Regions from separate parts of the Mus musculus genome. Here region 2 is linked to region 1. The links are chromatin contacts, called in public promoter capture Hi-C maps. All regions are on one chromosome and are shown on one strand. The core of a region is the stretch at or near the end of the contact, and the rest is flanking DNA. Distances in the headings are between cores, read along the strand shown. Region 1 overlaps Tep1 (telomerase associated protein 1). Region 2 has its middle 10 kb from the start of Rnase10.

The links. Capture Hi-C pulls out chosen DNA fragments and counts their contacts.
Region 2: a contact with region 1 is called in a promoter capture Hi-C map of adipose tissue. The contact joins two enhancer-like sites. A contact is called at or near these places in 1 of 15 datasets of contacts at CTCF or cohesin (large pre-B cells), 2 of 484 Hi-C or Micro-C datasets (the 63-12 cell line and nephron progenitors), 2 of 115 datasets of contacts at active chromatin or transcription factors (embryonic stem cells and large pre-B cells) and 3 of 9 other capture datasets (adipose tissue, liver and pancreatic islet).

What each region holds. Positions count from the first base shown.
Region 1 is chr14:50,825,910-50,831,388 of GRCm38.p6, forward strand. It overlaps Tep1 (telomerase associated protein 1), which reads right to left. Exons shown (of 55, transcript NM_009351.2): 45 at 4,221-4,353; 46 at 3,963-4,039; 47 at 3,754-3,883; 48 at 3,259-3,395; 49 at 2,996-3,120; 50 at 1,147-1,290; 51 at 904-1,000. Among named protein-coding and RNA genes, the nearest start is that of Gm52116, 7.7 kb to the right of the region's middle. Within about 2 kb of position 4,187, at least 30 of the 459 cell types and tissues checked have an H3K27ac peak or open chromatin away from gene starts, as enhancers often do. A contact at or near this core is called in adipose tissue, where this site is marked.
Region 2 is chr14:51,015,727-51,020,955 of GRCm38.p6, forward strand. No RefSeq gene overlaps it. Among named protein-coding and RNA genes, the nearest start is that of Rnase10, 10 kb to the left of the region's middle. Within about 2 kb of position 1,670, at least 9 of the 459 cell types and tissues checked have an H3K27ac peak or open chromatin away from gene starts, as enhancers often do. A contact at or near this core is called in adipose tissue, where this site is marked.

The sequences.
Region 1 (5,479 bases), core at 2,937-5,436:
AAATGCTAATACTGACAGAAACCAAAAAAAAAAAAAAAAAAAAAATCACAACTAGGAAACCTAGGAGACAGGCATGGTGGCACAAGCCTTTAATCCCAGAACTAGGGAGGCATATCTCTAAGTTCTAGGCCAGCCTGCCTGCTATATGGAGTGAGTCCCCAGACAGGACAGCAAGAGCTGCACAGAAAGCCTGGAGAGGAGAGATGGCTCAGCAGGTAGGAGCAATTGCCAGCAAGCCTCACAACAGAGTTTGATCTCTAGATCAAACAGTAGAAGAAGAGAACCAACCTCACCAAGTTGTCTTCTAACTTCCACAAACATACTATGGCTTACAAGTGCCCCCCAAACACACACACACACACACACACACACATACACACACACACAAATTAAGATGTAAAAGAGCCAAGCACAGTGTCACTCATCTCTTTGCACTCAGGAAGCAGAGGCAAGCAGATGTCAGTGAGCTCCAGGTCAGTCATGGCTATATAATGAGCCCTTGTCTCAAAACAACTGGAAAGGAGAAGGAAGGAAGGAAGGAAGGAAGGAAGGAAGGAAGGAAGGAAGGAAGGAAGGAAGGAAGGAAGGAAGGAAGGAAGGAAGGAAGGAAAGAGAGAAAAAGAGAGAGAAAGAATGAAAGAAAGGAAGAACGAAGGAGAGAAAGTCCTCCTAGGTGTCTGACTTAAAAAAAACTATACAACTCTGTTTTGCACAATGAAATCTTACATGGAAACTTAGCATCCAAAGATTTAAAGGAGAGTTGCTCTAGGGAAGGGAGATGAGAGCATTGGAGCCACCTGCCTTTCCCTCGCTCGCCTTACACTCCATGGTGGATTCCAAGGTTTAAATCTGTGCATTGGTTCTGCACAGATGGCTGTTGTAACACATCCAAACAGAACTCACCAATATAGAAAGTAATCCGGAGTCCCCCTGCTGCAGGTAGAACAAGCCGTACTCCTTGCTGGTGCACAGTATTGAAGAATGTACTCCATACCTCCTGCTGTTTATAAGAAAGTAAGAGACTGAGCCAGGACTGCCTCTCTTCATGACCCCAGTGCTTTACCCTGAGTCTGACGCAGTCTTGGGGTAACCACAAACCTCTTTTCTTCTTTTTAACACAAGAGGAAAAAGCATTTTAGATCTTACCAGATAGAAGATGGAATAGACCCAGGCTTCATCTCTAGTAATTCCACATCCTCTTTCATCAAGATGAGAGACTGGCCATCAGGGGCCAGACCCAGACCTGTCAAGACTCCCCAGTCCTCCTGCAGAACTCTCTTCAGATGAAGACTGTAGTGCAGAAGACACACACAAAACAGAGAAGGATACTTCTTAACCTAACCTTTCAGACTCTCAAGGACTTCTCATGAATGAAGTATAACGCACAAGGACTGCCCTGCCCCAGATATCCTGTTCCTAACCATCAGTGTGCATGCTTGTTTGCTCTTGTACTGGGATCAGACCCAGAGCTTCTGGCAGGATTAAGACAAGCACTCTAGCACTGAGCTATATATATTCCCAACACCCGTCTTTCTTATCAAAACATCTTCCATCATTCTCCCTTACTTGCTCAAAAGGAGATTCTCTAACATTGCTGTCTTTTGCTTCCATCAGTAAGTTCTGCGGATGCTTCCTTGTGCAACAGGACCCCAGATCTTAGTGGTCTCCAGACCTCAGCACCACTCCATAATGGCAGTGCCATTTAGGCCAGGAAACTCGTCATGTAAACCGCACCATCATCCTGATAAGCCCCTAGACGCCGAGACCAAGGAACTTTGCTTCTTGCCTTGTTTGACTACTTTTTTTTAAATCTAAGAACTGACTCTACCTGGGCGTGGTGGCGCATGCCTTTAATCCCAGCACTTGGGAGGCAGAGGCAGGTGGATTTCTGAGTTCGAGGCCAGCCTGGTCTACAGAGTGAGTTCCAGGACAGCCAGGCCTACACAGAGAAACCCTGTCTCGAAGAAGAAGAAAAAAAAAAAAAACACTGAACTGATTCTATTCTTTGTATGTACCTAGAATGATATAAAGCAGACTGGAAAAAAAATAAAAACAAAAATAAAACAAACAAAGAAACAAAAACCACCAAATCCACCACAGCTTTAGCACTGGCTGGAATCATTTTATAATGTTGTCTAATTGTTTTTTTTCTTTGAATCCTTCCTCCCTCCCTAGAGACCCTGCTGACTGACTGAGCTGGCTTGGTCAATAAAGCCAGGTGGTGGCTGGCACATGCTTTTCATCCCAGCATTTAGGAGGCAGAAGCAGGTGGATCTCTGAGTTTGATTCCAGCCTGATCTACAGAGCAATTTCCAGGATATCTAGGAGTACACAGAAACTCTGTCTTGAAAAACAAAAACAAAACAAATAAATAAAAACAATTCATTGATACCACACTGTCTGGCCCAGAACTTGTCACCAATAGGCATTTAAGAATTATTCATGGGGCTGGAGAGATGGCTCAGAGCTTAAGAACACTGACTGCTCTTCCAGAGGTCCTAAGTTCAATTCCCAGCAACCACATGGTAATTCACGACCATCTGTCATGGGATCTGATGCCCTCTTCTGGTGTGTCTGAAGATACCTACATTGTACTCATAAATAAAGTAAATAAATGTTTAAAAAAAAAACCTTTGATCCCCAGAACCCATATGCTGGTAAGGTGAGCCAATTCCCTCAGATTGTTCTCTGACCTCCGAATACACAGGTGAGGACTATAAAGGCACTACTTTGGCTAACCTCCCTCAGACTACTCAGTTCCATGGGTGCTATCACAAATAAAGTAGTATAAAGCAAAATGACTTTGCTGCCCCAATTCCTTGTCACATATACACACGGAGATCAATAAATGCAATTTGAAAACAACCGATAAAGCCAGCAGCAGCTGACATCCTCTCACAGCCTTGCCCGAAAGCAGACACAGACAGATCCTAACAAAATGCTAGGCGTGTGTGGCTTGCCATGCGCAGCAGCCGCCGCCGCCGCCTCGCTTCACCTGGAACTGGTGGACGTTGAACCTTTCCTCAGTCCCACTTGCCACTCGCTGACGTTTTCATTAGCACTGAGAACGAAGAATGAATTTGCCGAGTACCAGATCAGGTGACTGACGCGGCCTGGAGCCTGGGAACGAAGCAGGTTCAGTTGAGGACTTTTGAGGGACAAGCATAAACCTTTCCCCTCCGACATGCATGCAAAACTCCAGCCCACAGAGGTTCAATTAAGCACACGGGTGGACAGAATTCGTATAGCCCAAGACACCTGTGCGGTAGCCACAGCCTTGGCTTGCTGCCACAGTGTCAGTTCCCCGGCTTCATTTCCGGACACCACCATAGAACCATCCGGTGCCCATGCCACAGCAGTGATGGCCACAGAACTCCTAGGTTTGTATGAATCATCTGGAGAAGAAAGGAAAGAATACATTAAGAGCTCTGCACTGATCGCTTAATAGTGGTGCACTCCTTTAATCCTAGCACTAGGGACACAGTGGAAGGTACATCTCTCTGAGTCTAAGGCCAGCCTGGTCTACATAGCAAGTTCTAGGCCAGCTAAGACTACATAGTGAGACACTGTCTCAAAAATAAATAAATACATACATAAATAAATAAATAAATAAAGAGCGAGAGCGCAAGCAAGCATGCATGCATCTGGGCTACTGGATGGGTTGATGGGATAAAGACTTATAAGGTTACCCTGGCATTCCTTGCTCCACTCATCTTCTTTTATGCTATCTCCCCCTCCCTCCCCCTTACTCACCTGCTTCCTTTGGTATCTGCCAGAGCTGTACAGAGCTATCATCTGAGGTCAGCAGGAGGCCTGAGGCCTCTGAAGCAGCAGCTGCTGTGACTGGGCCACTGTGTCCCTGGAGAGTACGTATTTGGCACACCTAGGAAGAGGAGGGCTGCAGAGGTTGCCCTGTACACCTTCTCTATCGCTCCCCACTCCAGTTCTTGCAGAGAACTCACCAACAGGGGATGCCACAACTTTGTGGCCCCATCTAGTCCAACAGTCACCACCAGAAGCTCTGATCCAGGCTGTCCCCCTGAAAAGGAGGGAAACCAACTCAGAAGGAATGGCTAGGCCCAATGTCAAAGGCCTATAATAGAGGGCTGGCCTAGCAAGCACCAGTCCTAGGTTTAATCTCTAGTACTGAGAAAGAGGAACAGGAAATGGAAGAGGAGGAAATAAAAGGGGAGGAAGGGGAAAGGCTGGCAGTTTGATACCTGGGCGGGGCTCCAGAGCAGCTGCACACTGGCTGATGGGTCCGGAATGGGCAGGGATGCTGGTCAGCTCCACACCCTGATGGTCCCACACTTTCAAGGTCCCATCTCGGCTCACAGATACAATGTGTTCCTCCTGTCCCCAGATCACAGTGTCAGAGGACAGTCATAGTGGTCAGGACATGGGAAATGAAACAGGCAGCAAAGGACATAGTTTAGCAGCCTGGGACTGCACTAGTTTGAAGTGTGCATACAGTTGTCTTGTAATAATTCTTCTCCTGGCAGCCTGAGACCTTGACCTGTATGTATTGAGCATACTCCCCTCTCCAAACAACACACCAAACAACCTGTCAGTAGCCCAAGTCTCCCACCTGCACAGAGCTGCACATGTTCCCCTCTTTGAACAATGGAATACATTTCTTTCCCTGCTAACCTCCATCAAACATAGACGGGTTCTATTCAGGCATACTGTCTACTGTGTGAGTAAGGGAGTAGTGGGACTGATCTGGCCTGAACTGGTTTTGGATGCATGTGTAATAAAGCAATCTGTATCACTATTTGCTGTGCACATAATTAAAAGAAGATACATTGTAGTAAATGACTTATGCAGCAAGAAAAAGTGTACTTAATCCAAGCCCGGGTATAACAATAGAGATCCACTCTGACCTTATAACCCTAGGAATCAAGCTCCTCCCTCTTTCAGCCCTTATACAAGAAGCCCTAACCAATAATCTGGGCCCTTCACTCAGGAGGACACAGCTTTTTGCTTGACTGTTGGTTTTTTGAGACAGGTTTTCTCTGTGTAGCCCTGGCTGTCCCGGAACTCATTCCATAGACCAAGCTGACCTCAAATTCACAGAGCTCCACCTGCCTCTGCTCCAGAGTGCTGGAATTAAAGGCATAGACCATCACTGCCCAGAGACAGCATACCTTACTTATGTATATTTTGCTTTGAATAAAATTACCTCTATGCTTTCACAATCTGTGTGTGCTTTTTAATATTTTTAGTTGGGGGAGGGAATGTGCACATGAATGAAGGTGCCCAAGGAGGGCAGAGGCTTCCTGGTCTCCTTGGACACACATGGTATTAGGAATTGATCTCAGGTCTTCAAGGTCTCCCTAGACACACATGGTACTGGGAATTGAACTCAGGTCTTCAAGGTCTCCCTGGACACACATGATGTTGGAAATTGATCTCAGGTCTTCTGAAAGTGTTCTCAATGCTGACCCATCTCGCCAACCCATTCTGTGTGTGCCTTGAT
Region 2 (5,229 bases), core at 420-2,919, 190 kb after region 1:
GCACAGTAGCTTAATGTGCCCCCAACTGAATATATATCTTTCTTATTATAATATGACATTCTAAATCAGAACCATAAAGGCACCATTCAAACCAGGCTGACAATATTACCTCTGTTGCCATGTAATTCAGATGCTATTCAAGATTATCCATACAATATCCATAGCAAAAGGATCATATCAGAATTGTATATTTCCTCCAGGGAGTTTAATCTGTTTGCTGTTGGGCCAAATGTAGCTCCTTAAATTCTCATTGATTTATAACTCTGACAGTTTTAAGAACTGCAAACCACTTCCTTTGTAGAATGTTCCTGTGTGATTCTGCACCTCTCAAATGAAAAGTATGACAAGAAAATAAATACTAAATATCAGATTTTAACAACCATTTGCCACTATTAGAGGCCTATCATCAAATACTGTTGTAGTCTTTTGAATAAGAATGCCCCTCATAAAATCATATATTAAATGTTTGGTCACCAGGAAATAGCCCCATTTGAAAGGATTATAAGGATTAGTAGGTGTGGTCTTGTTGGAGGAAAGTGTGTCACTCCAGGTGGGCTCTGAGGTTTCAAAAAGCCCATGTCAGGTCTAGTCTCTCTCTCTCTCTCTCTCTCTCTCTCTCTCTCTCTCTCTCTCTCTCTCTCTGTCTCTCTCTCTGTCTCTCTCTCTGTCTCTCTCTCTTTTTCTCTCTCTTTCTCCTGAATATCAGGATGTAGTTCTCAACTACTTCTCCAGCACTATTCCTGACATGCCTGCTGCCCTGGTCTCTGATAGTAATGGAATAAACCTCTGAAACTATGCAAGCCCCAATTAAAGGTTTTCTTTTACAAGAATTTCCATGGTCATGGTGATTCTTTGCAGCAATAAAACACTGACTGACTAAGAAAGAAGTTGAATAAGTAAGGTCCTATAATGAGGAGTAGGCCCAAAAGTACTATTGGCACAGCAATGGCACTAGTAGAGTACTGGGAGCAGGAGAATAAAGGTTGACACCTGTTTGAAGATTCTTAGTGTCTTTTTTTTCCTTAACATTATTTTTGACCATCACTAAACTTTCTATAATTACCCCTAACTGGTTGGCATAGAAGGAACAAGTTTTGCCCAATGCAATCCAAAGACCACCTTGTTTCATGAAGAACAACCTCTGCTAAGAAGACTACCTGGACTTCCAGATAGGAAATAGGACTTTCCAAATGTGCTCAGCCTATGCCTACTTGAATACTGACCTCTTTCAATGATCTTTGGCTACTTTGTGGGTTTTTTCTTCTACCCTTTTTCTTCTGCCCTTTCAACCTCCAACAATACATAAGAGAGAAAAGGGGACAGAGAAGAAAGGGAAAAGATCCCTGAATAAATTCAGGGTCAGAAAGGGGGAACATTACTATTAGACTACTTCCTGTTGACTAGGGGCATTAAGTTCCTTGGGGGCAATTATGATCATCGCCATCCAGATATTTAATTTCTTCTTATTGTTGTTTCTTCTTCTCTTTTTTTGTACACGACTACATAACAAACTGTGACCAACAGCAACCAACAACCTACCTACCAGGCCCTAGTATTTATAGACCCTCTGAAAAGTCCACAGAATTCCAAACATCACACAGAATCACAGAAACTATCTGCAGTTGGCAAAATCACAGCCCTGCTAAATATACTTGCCAAGCACATCTGTTGGAACCGATGTCTTCAAAATTCCAGGGGGTGGGGCGAGGGGAAGCTCTACAGAGTGGGAGGTGGTTAAGCATGCCTCCTTGCCAAACAAACAAAGAATAATTCCTGGCCCAAGGGCAGATTGTCAGCTTCTTTCACTAGTATGGCTGCAGAAGCAACTGCCTGAAAACAAGTTGGCCAACTGGCAGAAAAAGAATCTGCCAGGTATTCTGAAGTTTTAGTGGCGTTTTTGGGTAACATACTTGGTTGGAGGACTTATTTCTCTAATAGGGGGTTAGATCATAAAAATATGGGTTGGGGACTGAATAGGATTCAAAGTAAGGTGAGCTTTGGCCTTTCTAAAGGATGTGGTGACCCATAGTTTTTGTAGTAAGTATCTCTGAATTAGGGGACCGAGCAATCTGGAATGGCTATGAAAGAGTTGGTCATAATACTTTGTCCCAAGCCCACCATCTGAGAGCCATGGAGGGAAGGAGAGAAGTCTGTCTAGTTGCCCTTGCATGGCTGTGTATAGAGACAACACTGATCCCAGGGTCACTGTCAGAACTGAGTGGGCTGTTCCTGTGTCTACCAGGATTTTAACAAACTTGCCCCCTACCTTTAATGTTACCCTGGGCTCCTGGCAGCTCAGTGGAATGGAGCCCTGACCTTATCAGTCCTCATCCAAATGAAGAAGGATGTCCTTCTTCCCTCTTCTGATTTGGGCATTTATTCTTCTAGTGCCTTTTTTGTTTACAATAAGTACATTGGTCCTTCTAGCTCTTCCTTTTGAAGTGTCTCTGGCTAACCCCTCTGGGATCACTTTTATGGGTCTCGCTGAGCAGTGTTACTACTCCTTGGTCAAAAAATTTTCCATCTACAGAATCACAGTTATTGTAAACAGTTTGCTTAATCACCAATAATTGAGACCTATTCATACCCTTAAATGCTTTTAACTTCTTAGGCTCCTTTCTAATAACTGGGACTCACTATATAACAAAATCAATATTGGTTGCTCACTGGTTTTCTGGCACATCTGAGTCAATGAGAGTGCTCCAGGAATACATAAGGTGATTCTTGGGACTCTTGTATAACCCTGCCCCTTTACAGCTGCCTTCAATCCTTCTAACAAGAGCTGGCAGAAATTGACCAGAGCCTTCTTGGTTGGTATTGGGGTCCTAGTCAGAAAGGGGAAAATCTGCTCTTTTGGGGGATGCATTGTCCTTAGGTGATCCTTTGCCTCCTTCCTTCCTTCCTTCCTTCCTTCCTTCCTTCCTTCCTTCCTTCCTTCCTTCCTTCCTTCCTTCCCTTCTCCTCCTCCCCTCCTCCTCATTCTTTTTTCAAGACAGGGTTTCTCTGTGTAGCCCTGGCTGTCCTGGAACTCAATCTGCAGACCAGACTGACCTCAAATTCAGGTATTTGTCTCTGTCTCTCAAGTGCTAGGATTAAAGGTGTGAGCCACTACCACATAGCCAGAGATTATCTTGTCTATCTTCAAACAGGGTCTTGTCCCAATCTTCAGCCATAAAGTAGGTGACCTGGAGCTGTTGGCTTTCATCCCAGGTGGCTGGTGGGTGTAAAAGGAGTACACATGGCTCCAGCTGCATATGTAGCAGAGGATGGCCTTGTCATGCATCAATAGGAGGAGAGGCCCTTGGTCCTATGAAGGCTTGATAGATGCCCCTGTATAGGGGAATTGAGGGCAGGGAGGTGGGAGTGGGTGGGTGAGTGGGTGGAGGAACACCCTCATAGAAGCAGGGGGAAGGAGGATGTAATAGGGTGTTTTTGAGAGGGAGGGAAATGAGGAAAAGGGATAACATTTGAATGTAAATAAATAAATAAAAAAAAATATATATATATAAAGACAGTCTCAAAGAGACTAATGAAAGCCTGAGGTTTTTCTCAGTTTTTCAGTTATACAGGTCTTTAGTTGAAAAGAAGACATAAACCATGAATGATATTGAAAAGTTTTCAGATCTTGAGGCTGCTGGGTATACCTCCCTTAAAGAGAGAAAAGGGGGTATTGTTTTTACTTACCAGAGCCACTCCAGTGTGTGGAGAGTGAGCATGAATTGGAAGAAAATACCTCTTCCTTCTGAGCATGCCCAGAAGTATTTCCCTCTTCATGGGCATGACCAGAGTCTGTAAAATCCAAGTTTTTCCTCCTGGCCCCAGGCTCCTAGAATAATGACTCTGAGAGTCAAATATTTTTTTACAAATACCTAGGCCATAAGCTAGCCACAGCTTTGGGCTGTTCCCTGGTTAGAACATAATTTAATATCCCTGTAAGGGTTCAAAATTCACTGAAGGAAGACTCCAGACTCAGGTAGTATGCAAAACCAATGAACATTTATTCTGCAACTAGCATGCTAAGGTCACCTTTGTTTCTGAATGCCAACACCAAACAGAGATATTCGAGGATGTTTTATAACAGAACTGCTTATTGTTTCTGAGATAACAATGGACTTTTAAAACTTAGGGCACACGCTGGGCAGTGGTGGCGCACACCTTTAATTCCAGCACTTGGGAGGCAGAGGCATGCAGATCTCCAAGTTCAAGGCCAGCCTGGTCTACAGAGTGAGTTCCAGGACAGCCAGGGCTACACAAAGAAATCCTGTCTCAGAAACAAAACAAAAAACAAACAAAACAACTTAGGGCACATTCCAAGGGGTTATAAAAAACCATTAACTGAAGGTCATAAAGAAGATATATACCACAGGACCACAGGTGTAAAAACAGAAGATAATATGTTGACTGGGAGCTGGGCAGTGGCATGCCTTTAATTCCAGCACTTGGGAGGCAGAGGCAGGTGGATTTCTGAGTTTGAGGTCAGTCTGGTCTACAGAGTGAGTTCCAGGACAGCCAGGGCTAAACAGCGAAAACCTGTCTCGAAGGAAAAGGAAAAAAGATATTGACTTGTTTTATCTATATAAAACTTCAAGGACAGCTTAGTCGTGGTATTTATCTTCCTATGAACCTATAAGGTAGGAGCCGATAACTGTTCCTAGTGGATATGTATACAGACATTCTCTGTTATAAACTTCTTATTTAATTTATGACCTAAATTTATGTGTAAACTCATACTGATCTATTTACCACGTGAACACACTCTGAAAGTTGTACAAGTGTTGAGAACAAAGGGCAGAGGCAGCCCTCCCCTCCCCCTTCCGGGTTTCTGAGACTTAGAGAAGCACAATTCCATGTTGAAGCTTTACCTAGCCTCCCGCTGTTCTCGTTGTTCTCGCCACAAGGTGCTAAGCTGGAGACTGTAGCTTCTAACCCCACAGCAACTCAAACAGGCAGATCAGCTAAGGAAGCAGAGTACACCCAGGATAGATAGCAAATGGTCCATAGCCTAGTTTCTGAGTGGAAACAAAATGGAATAGAAAGGACTCTTCAATCCCATTTATTCTAACCTAAGTTCTGCCCCATGGCTGCTTACCTCTGCTCAGCTTCCATACTTCTGACCTCCTTCATGCTCCCAGAGAAACCCTTTTATACTTGGCTCTATCCCAGAATCCATTTTGCCTACTGGATGTCCCACCTTCTATTTCCTGCCTCAGCTACAGGCCAATCAGTTTT